Regions from separate parts of the Mus musculus genome. Here region 2 is linked to region 1. The links are chromatin contacts, called in public HiChIP or PLAC-seq maps. All regions are on one chromosome and are shown on one strand. Each heading gives the region's core, a stretch centred on a gene start, on an enhancer-like site or on the middle of the called end of the contact. The rest is flanking DNA. Distances are from core to core; before and after follow the strand shown.

Evidence for each region. HiChIP or PLAC-seq counts read pairs in DNA pulled down with a chosen protein or histone mark.
Region 2: a FOXA1 HiChIP or PLAC-seq map of pancreatic cancer cells shows a contact between it and region 1. The contact joins the enhancer-like site here to the promoter of 2700054A10Rik in region 1. A contact is called at or near these places in 2 of 39 promoter capture datasets (the SN4741 cell line and hippocampal neurons), 1 of 484 Hi-C or Micro-C datasets (cortical neurons), 2 of 115 datasets of contacts at active chromatin or transcription factors (bone marrow-derived dendritic cells and pancreatic cancer cells) and 1 of 9 other capture datasets (liver).

Annotation. Positions count from the first base shown.
Region 1 is chr17:13,552,698-13,555,626 of GRCm38.p6, forward strand. 2700054A10Rik (RIKEN cDNA 2700054A10 gene) reads right to left here and starts at 1,397. Exons shown (of 4, transcript NR_045437.1): 1 at 1,316-1,397.
Region 2 is chr17:13,824,179-13,827,107 of GRCm38.p6, forward strand. It overlaps Afdn (afadin, adherens junction formation factor), which reads left to right. Exons shown (of 33, transcript NM_010806.1): 9 at 1,765-1,809. Among named protein-coding and RNA genes, the nearest start is that of Tcte2, 64 kb to the left of the region's middle. Within about 2 kb of position 1,428, at least 10 of the 459 cell types and tissues checked have an H3K27ac peak or open chromatin away from gene starts, as enhancers often do. A contact at or near this core is called in liver and pancreatic cancer cells, where this site is marked.

The DNA.
Region 1 (2,929 bases), core at 147-2,646:
TGTCTGTGCTGTGCTGTACTGTCTGTGCTGTGCTGTGCTATGCTGTGCTGTCTGTGCTGTGCTGTGCTGTGCTGTCTGTGCTGTGCTGTGCTGTGCTGTCTGTGCTGTCTGTGCTGTGCTGTCTGTGCTGTGCTGTGCTGTGCTGTCTGTGCTGTGCTGTGCTGTCTGTGCTGTGCTGTGCTGTCTGTGCTGTGCTGTCTGTGCTGTGCTGTGCTGTGCTGTCTGTGCTGTGCTGTGCTGTCTGTGCTGTGCTGTGCTGTCTGTGCTGTGCTGTGCTGTCTGTGCTATGCTGTCTGTGCTGTGCTGTCTGTGCTGTGCTGTCTGTGCTGTGCTGTGCTGTCTGTGCTGTGCTGTGCTGTCTGTGCTGTGCTGTGCTGTGCTGTCTGTGCTATGCTCTCTGTGCTGTCTGTGCTGTGCTGTGCTGTGCTGTGCTGTGCTGTCTGTGCTGTCTGTGCTGTCTGTGCTGTGCTGTGCTGTCTCTGCTGTCTGTAATGTGCTGTGCTGTGCTGTGCTGTCTGTTCTTGCTGGCTGGTGACAGGACAGAGGCTGTGGAAACATGGGACAAGAGTAGCTCTGAGGTAAAGAAGGTTTGTCCTTCTTAGACTATTGGCTCCAGGAATGTGGAATGGCTCTTTGTTTTTCTATTTTGGCTTAGACTAAAGCTATCGCTTAAGATAAACTCACTATCCACCACCTTCCAGTCTGTCACTTCATTTAGAACGTCTTTGATATTCTTCTCTTATCAATGGCACATAGATAAAACACACAGAATAATTATGTACTGTTTGTGCAATCACAAGTGTCTTGGTTAGTCTTGGGTCAACTTGACACACTTGAGAATTCTGTGGAAAGAGAAACCTCAAGAGAGAAAACACCTTTCTCAGATTGGCCTGTAGGCAAGTCTGTGGGGCATTTTCTTGATTGATGATTGATCTGAGACAGTCTAGCTCATTGTGGGTGAGACTACCCCTGGGCAGGTGATCCTGGTTAGTATATGACAGCGGCTGAGCAAGCCATGGGGAGTAGGCCAGTAAGCAGCATCCCTCCATGGCCTCTGCATCAGCTCCTGCCTCCAGGTTGCCTAAATAGACTGTGATCCAGCATATGTAAGCCAAATAAACCCTTTCCTGTCGAAGTTGCTTTTGGTCATGTTTCACCATAGCAACAGAGAGCAAACCAGGGCATGCATGCATGGAAGTGGGCCGGGAAGTATATCCACTCCCTATCCCCATCGACACTTGCTTCTTAGCTCAATTCAAAGCTGCTTGCTTTTCTTTTCAGCTTCTTTTATGACCAGGTTGCCTTGAATACATACAGGCAGGCAGGTCCTCTCCTTAGGCTTCACAGTCAGGGGGCTTCACAAACTCAGTGGACAGCAGAGAACCTTAAATAAACCTAGAAAGGAAAACAGGACATTAAAGTGACTTTCTTCCCCAAAAGATTAAAAATTAATAAAACAAAAATCACACTACCCCGCCCCCTGACAGAAACATGTATTTCAAATTGGCTTGGTTTCTATTTCTCCACATTCTTTTACATTGCTAGGCCCTTTGCTTCTTATCACCATGATTTCAAAGAAACTTTCAAATTGTTTTGTTTTACTATAGATGCAACGTGAACATGTGACCAAGCCTCTTCTGATAGCTCAGAGTTTTTAACTCAAATCTTCTGTGCATTTCCCTTAAGGAAAGTTACTGTTCAAATGTTCGATGCATTTATTTGTTATTTGTGTGTGTGTGTGTGTGTGTGTGTGTGTGTGGTGTGTGTGTGTGTACATGCCAGAGTGCCAAGAACCCGCTAATTCCTCTGAAGTCTTGGAATTAAATGTAGGGTCACAGTAAGGATGCTGCACCTGATTGGCTGACTGGGAAAACACAAAGAGGGTGAAAATAGGACCAGTCAGGGAAGATCTGTCAAACCCTACATGGGGAGAGAAACCCCCCACCCGTCAAATTGCTAAAAGATCTTAATCTCGTCCGTGGTCTGTCTCTGCATATACTTAACTGGTTAAAATGTTTAGCAAAAGACTTTTGTTATGGTTGTTTCTGCCATCTCCTCCCTTCCCCCAGCAGCTGCAGCTACAGTGAAGGCTATCAGAGATTCATCACTCTGCCTCTGAGGCTTAACTCTGCTTAGCTATCAAACCTGTCGGTAATCTCTGTCTTAGGGACCTCACATACTCCTAATGCCAATGAGAGGTCCTTCCCCTGCAAGGTGTCTTGCCCATAGGCTGTGGCCTCGCCCTCTTTGCAATGACTTGTTACTCAGTGGCTCATTTTGGTGGACTCAGAATTCACTCAACTCCTCCCCCGCTGGTGAGCGTCGATCCTAGAATGGCTTTAGAAAACAAGGCTCTTTGCAGCCCAGCTCTCATGCTGTTTGTAAACTGCAGGGCAGTCCTAACAGTAGGACTGGGGAGCCAAAGAGGACAGGGGTAATAAGCTGCAGACTCCCAGCAGGTTGCTGAGCAGACTGACCGCAGCAGCAGAGGAGACAGCTAGGTGGCCCTTCTCTTGCTTGTAGGCTTGAATACTTTTTTAAAAATTCTCTAATAAAATATTTCTTCCTCTTCTCCTGAGGTAGTTTCACAGGTTACAGATTAATCTTCTGAGGAGAACAGAGTAGAGAGTGTGCCTGTCTCCTGAGAGCAACCTCACTGGAGGGCTGCTAGCTTACAGAGTCCCCGTGTCAGAGCCACTTCTGTCCTGTGGCCAGTGAACCCTCACTGGGCTGGTGAGGTGAGTTAGGTGTGGCCTTAGTATCAAGGGTGGAGACATTCTGCCTGGGTTTCCCAGAGCATGGCCAGGCGCCTAAGCTGTCATGTGATCACTTTGGATGTGTGTAAGAGAAAGAGAGAGAGAGAGAGAGAGAGAGAGAGAGAGCGCACATGATATTTATTTCTAAAATGCACCAGCTGCTTCAAAAAGCA
Region 2 (2,929 bases), core at 178-2,677, 270 kb after region 1:
ATATTGTGAAGATATTTTATCTACTTTCTTCTGGTAAGGAACTAAAATAAAAGTCAGTAATTACAGAAAAATAGCATTAAAAAGGATATATTACATTAATAATATGTGGTTCCTTGGGCAGGTTTTTCCAACTCTCTCCTTCAGGTTTCAGTGTTCATTTTTATTTCTAAGGCTGCTTCGGTTTTTCCCAGCTGGCTATTATAATTAACTAGAGATTAGATATGTTCTTTGTGGTTCAACAGTCTTAGGAGATAGCTGAGATACACCGATGCTGAATAGAATAGTAAAGTGTGAAAGCCACTCTAATTTATGGCCAAGGCCGTGTGGTTCTTAGGGTAGTAGTTTCATATTTATTATGTTTGAGGACCTGTATTCATTGCTAGGCAGTTTGTGAAGAATTATTGGTGCTACTTTGTCCTCAATTCTCTGACTAGGAGTTCACTGTTAGTCAGAGATGTTCTGTGATGTAAGGACATGGTGCCTGTTTACCTGAAGGAAGGAAGAGAAATGGTGAAAATGCCATTGGGTTTTAACTGAAAACTTTGAGGGTCTTTTTCAAGGATGGGTCTGTCCATCAAAATGTTGCATTGGTTGGAGAACTTATGTGTGGTAGTTTGAGAGTCTTAGTTGTTAGCAGTTGACAGTAATCTTTAAATGTATAGTAGAAAATAGACTTTGGTAGACAGCAGAGAGGCTACATCAGACACCATTCTGGGCTTCAGACATAGAGTGGTAACAGCATAGATTGGCCCAACCCTCGTATCTAATGACTGCTTCCATGGTTTGCTTAATTTTTACTTGTCTGTCAGATAACCGCATGCATTTAATGTTTTGTGTTTCAAAGATGGCAGACCCTGGATAAAGGTCAGTTCTGTCCTACTTTTCATCAAATGCTAGCAACAACACAGTTGCATATTCACCAGTACCTTTCTTAGCACTTGGTTACCTTCAGGCAACATTTATCGAGCTCCTATGTAAGCAGATCAATGGATATGAAGATAGCTAAGAAAGACTGTCTCTGATAGCAGGTAATGAACTCAGTTTAATTTCAGTGCCTCTCCAGATCCACACTCCCTTCTAAGTCTCTGGGCTGCTTGTGAGAGCTACCTTCATATCCAAAATGAGGAAACATTGTTTTTGTCCTAAGGGTGGTAGGTTTGCTGGTAGGGCCTGAGTGCTAGAATAAGGTCTTTGTTGCCTCAGAGCTGTGTCACTTTGCATTATGAGAAATATTCATGCATATTGATATGTTATGGGTGGATAAGGACTATATTTGCATTAGGCACATTGTCAGTTAAGTGTGTGCCCTCAATGTGGAAGACTGGGAGGTATTGGCAGGAATTTTCAGAGGTGCAGGTGTGTTTACAGGATTACAGAAGAATGGAAGCCAGGGTACTGATTCTCTTGTGTGTTGGATTTGAATGTGCCCTTTAAACGGAGGGAGCCAGCCAAGTGGGGTGGTAACCTATAAGGTTAACTCACTGTTAACACAAGCTGTCCTGCTGCTTGGTGACTCACCTGTTACCCCGCTGTTTTCCTTAACAGTCTGCACTGGTTTCTAAAACACTGACTGGGTCTACTGTAGTCTTTTCCCCACAGCTCTGAATGCTGGTGGGTAAAATGTGCCAGTTCTTCCTTTGAAGCATCTTACTGAAGCTCACCCTTTGCATCTCTTCTCCTCCTTCCCTCTTCCACCTGTTCTGCATGGTCTCTGTCCTGCTGATGCTGCCTTCACCTGGGTCCTGGCATGTCTCTTAATCCCAGGGAGAAGGAATCACTTTGCCTACTACAGCTATCACACTTACGAAGGTAATGCTCTGCTTATACTACTTTTGTAATTGGGGCACTAACAGGACCTCCTAGGTGAACAATGTTGACTGAGCAGACACTGTATGTGTAAGAAGTGTAACATGCTGGCTTTCTATTCATATCTATTTAGTGTTCTGTGTCCAGAACCCAGATTATTTATTGGAAGCCCCCACCTCCCCTTTTAAATGCTTATTTTCCCAAGTTCCCTCTGGGAAGTGAATGCAGACACAGGATTGAGTGCAGACTTGTAGCATGCAAGCAAAGGGCCATTAAATGCTCTTGAGCTGTGTTATGGCCTGTGTCCCTTTCATCTTAAAGAACATCTCATCCCAAAATTTGAAATGCTTTAAGTGCTGACGTGAAACCAGAAGCTCATGTAGTGAGTGACCTCATGTAATGGATGTAGTTATCACCCAGGCACCCGAAATATGTTTGATGCAGTTTCCTGTAAGGCTGTGTATTTAGCTGTATATTAGATGGTCATAGAATTTATATTTAAACATAAGTTCCAACACCACAATTTGTAGTATATTAAATATTTGTCAGTATGTCACAATCTGAGGGAAAATTGCATTATGAAACTTGGCTAGGGTTTTGGTAGCCTATTGTATCTGCCCTGAGTCGGATTATGGCTGGCCTATAGCACTTCAGATATCCTAATTTTCCACTGGAGAGGCACTCAGGTGCTATGGACTATGTAGAGTGCTCCCTGGAGGTGGAAGACAGTTGGAATGGAGGTTGAAGGAACATCCATAATACTCCTGCTTGTGACCATCAGCTTCCAGTCTAGAGATGGAGGTGGGTTGCCATGGGGAGAGAGGTCAGAGGCACCAAACTTCCAGCCATTCTCATTTGCCAGCCTCCCTCTGCTTGGACTAGATGTTCTGTTACCCACTGGTCCTATAGTCATTAGCTTCTCTGTACTCTATATAAGGTTGTCTCTGGCTTCTGCTGTAGTGAAGTGTAGGAAGAAAGGAGAGACTGGGAACGCAGCCCTGTCTGTTGGTGTCATAAAGTATAGTGTCCCTCTGTAAGTTGCAGAAGAATAGTAATGTAAATACTGCTCTAATAGACATGTCTTTCATGTTCTTGTGGTTTTAACTCACATGGTTACTTATTT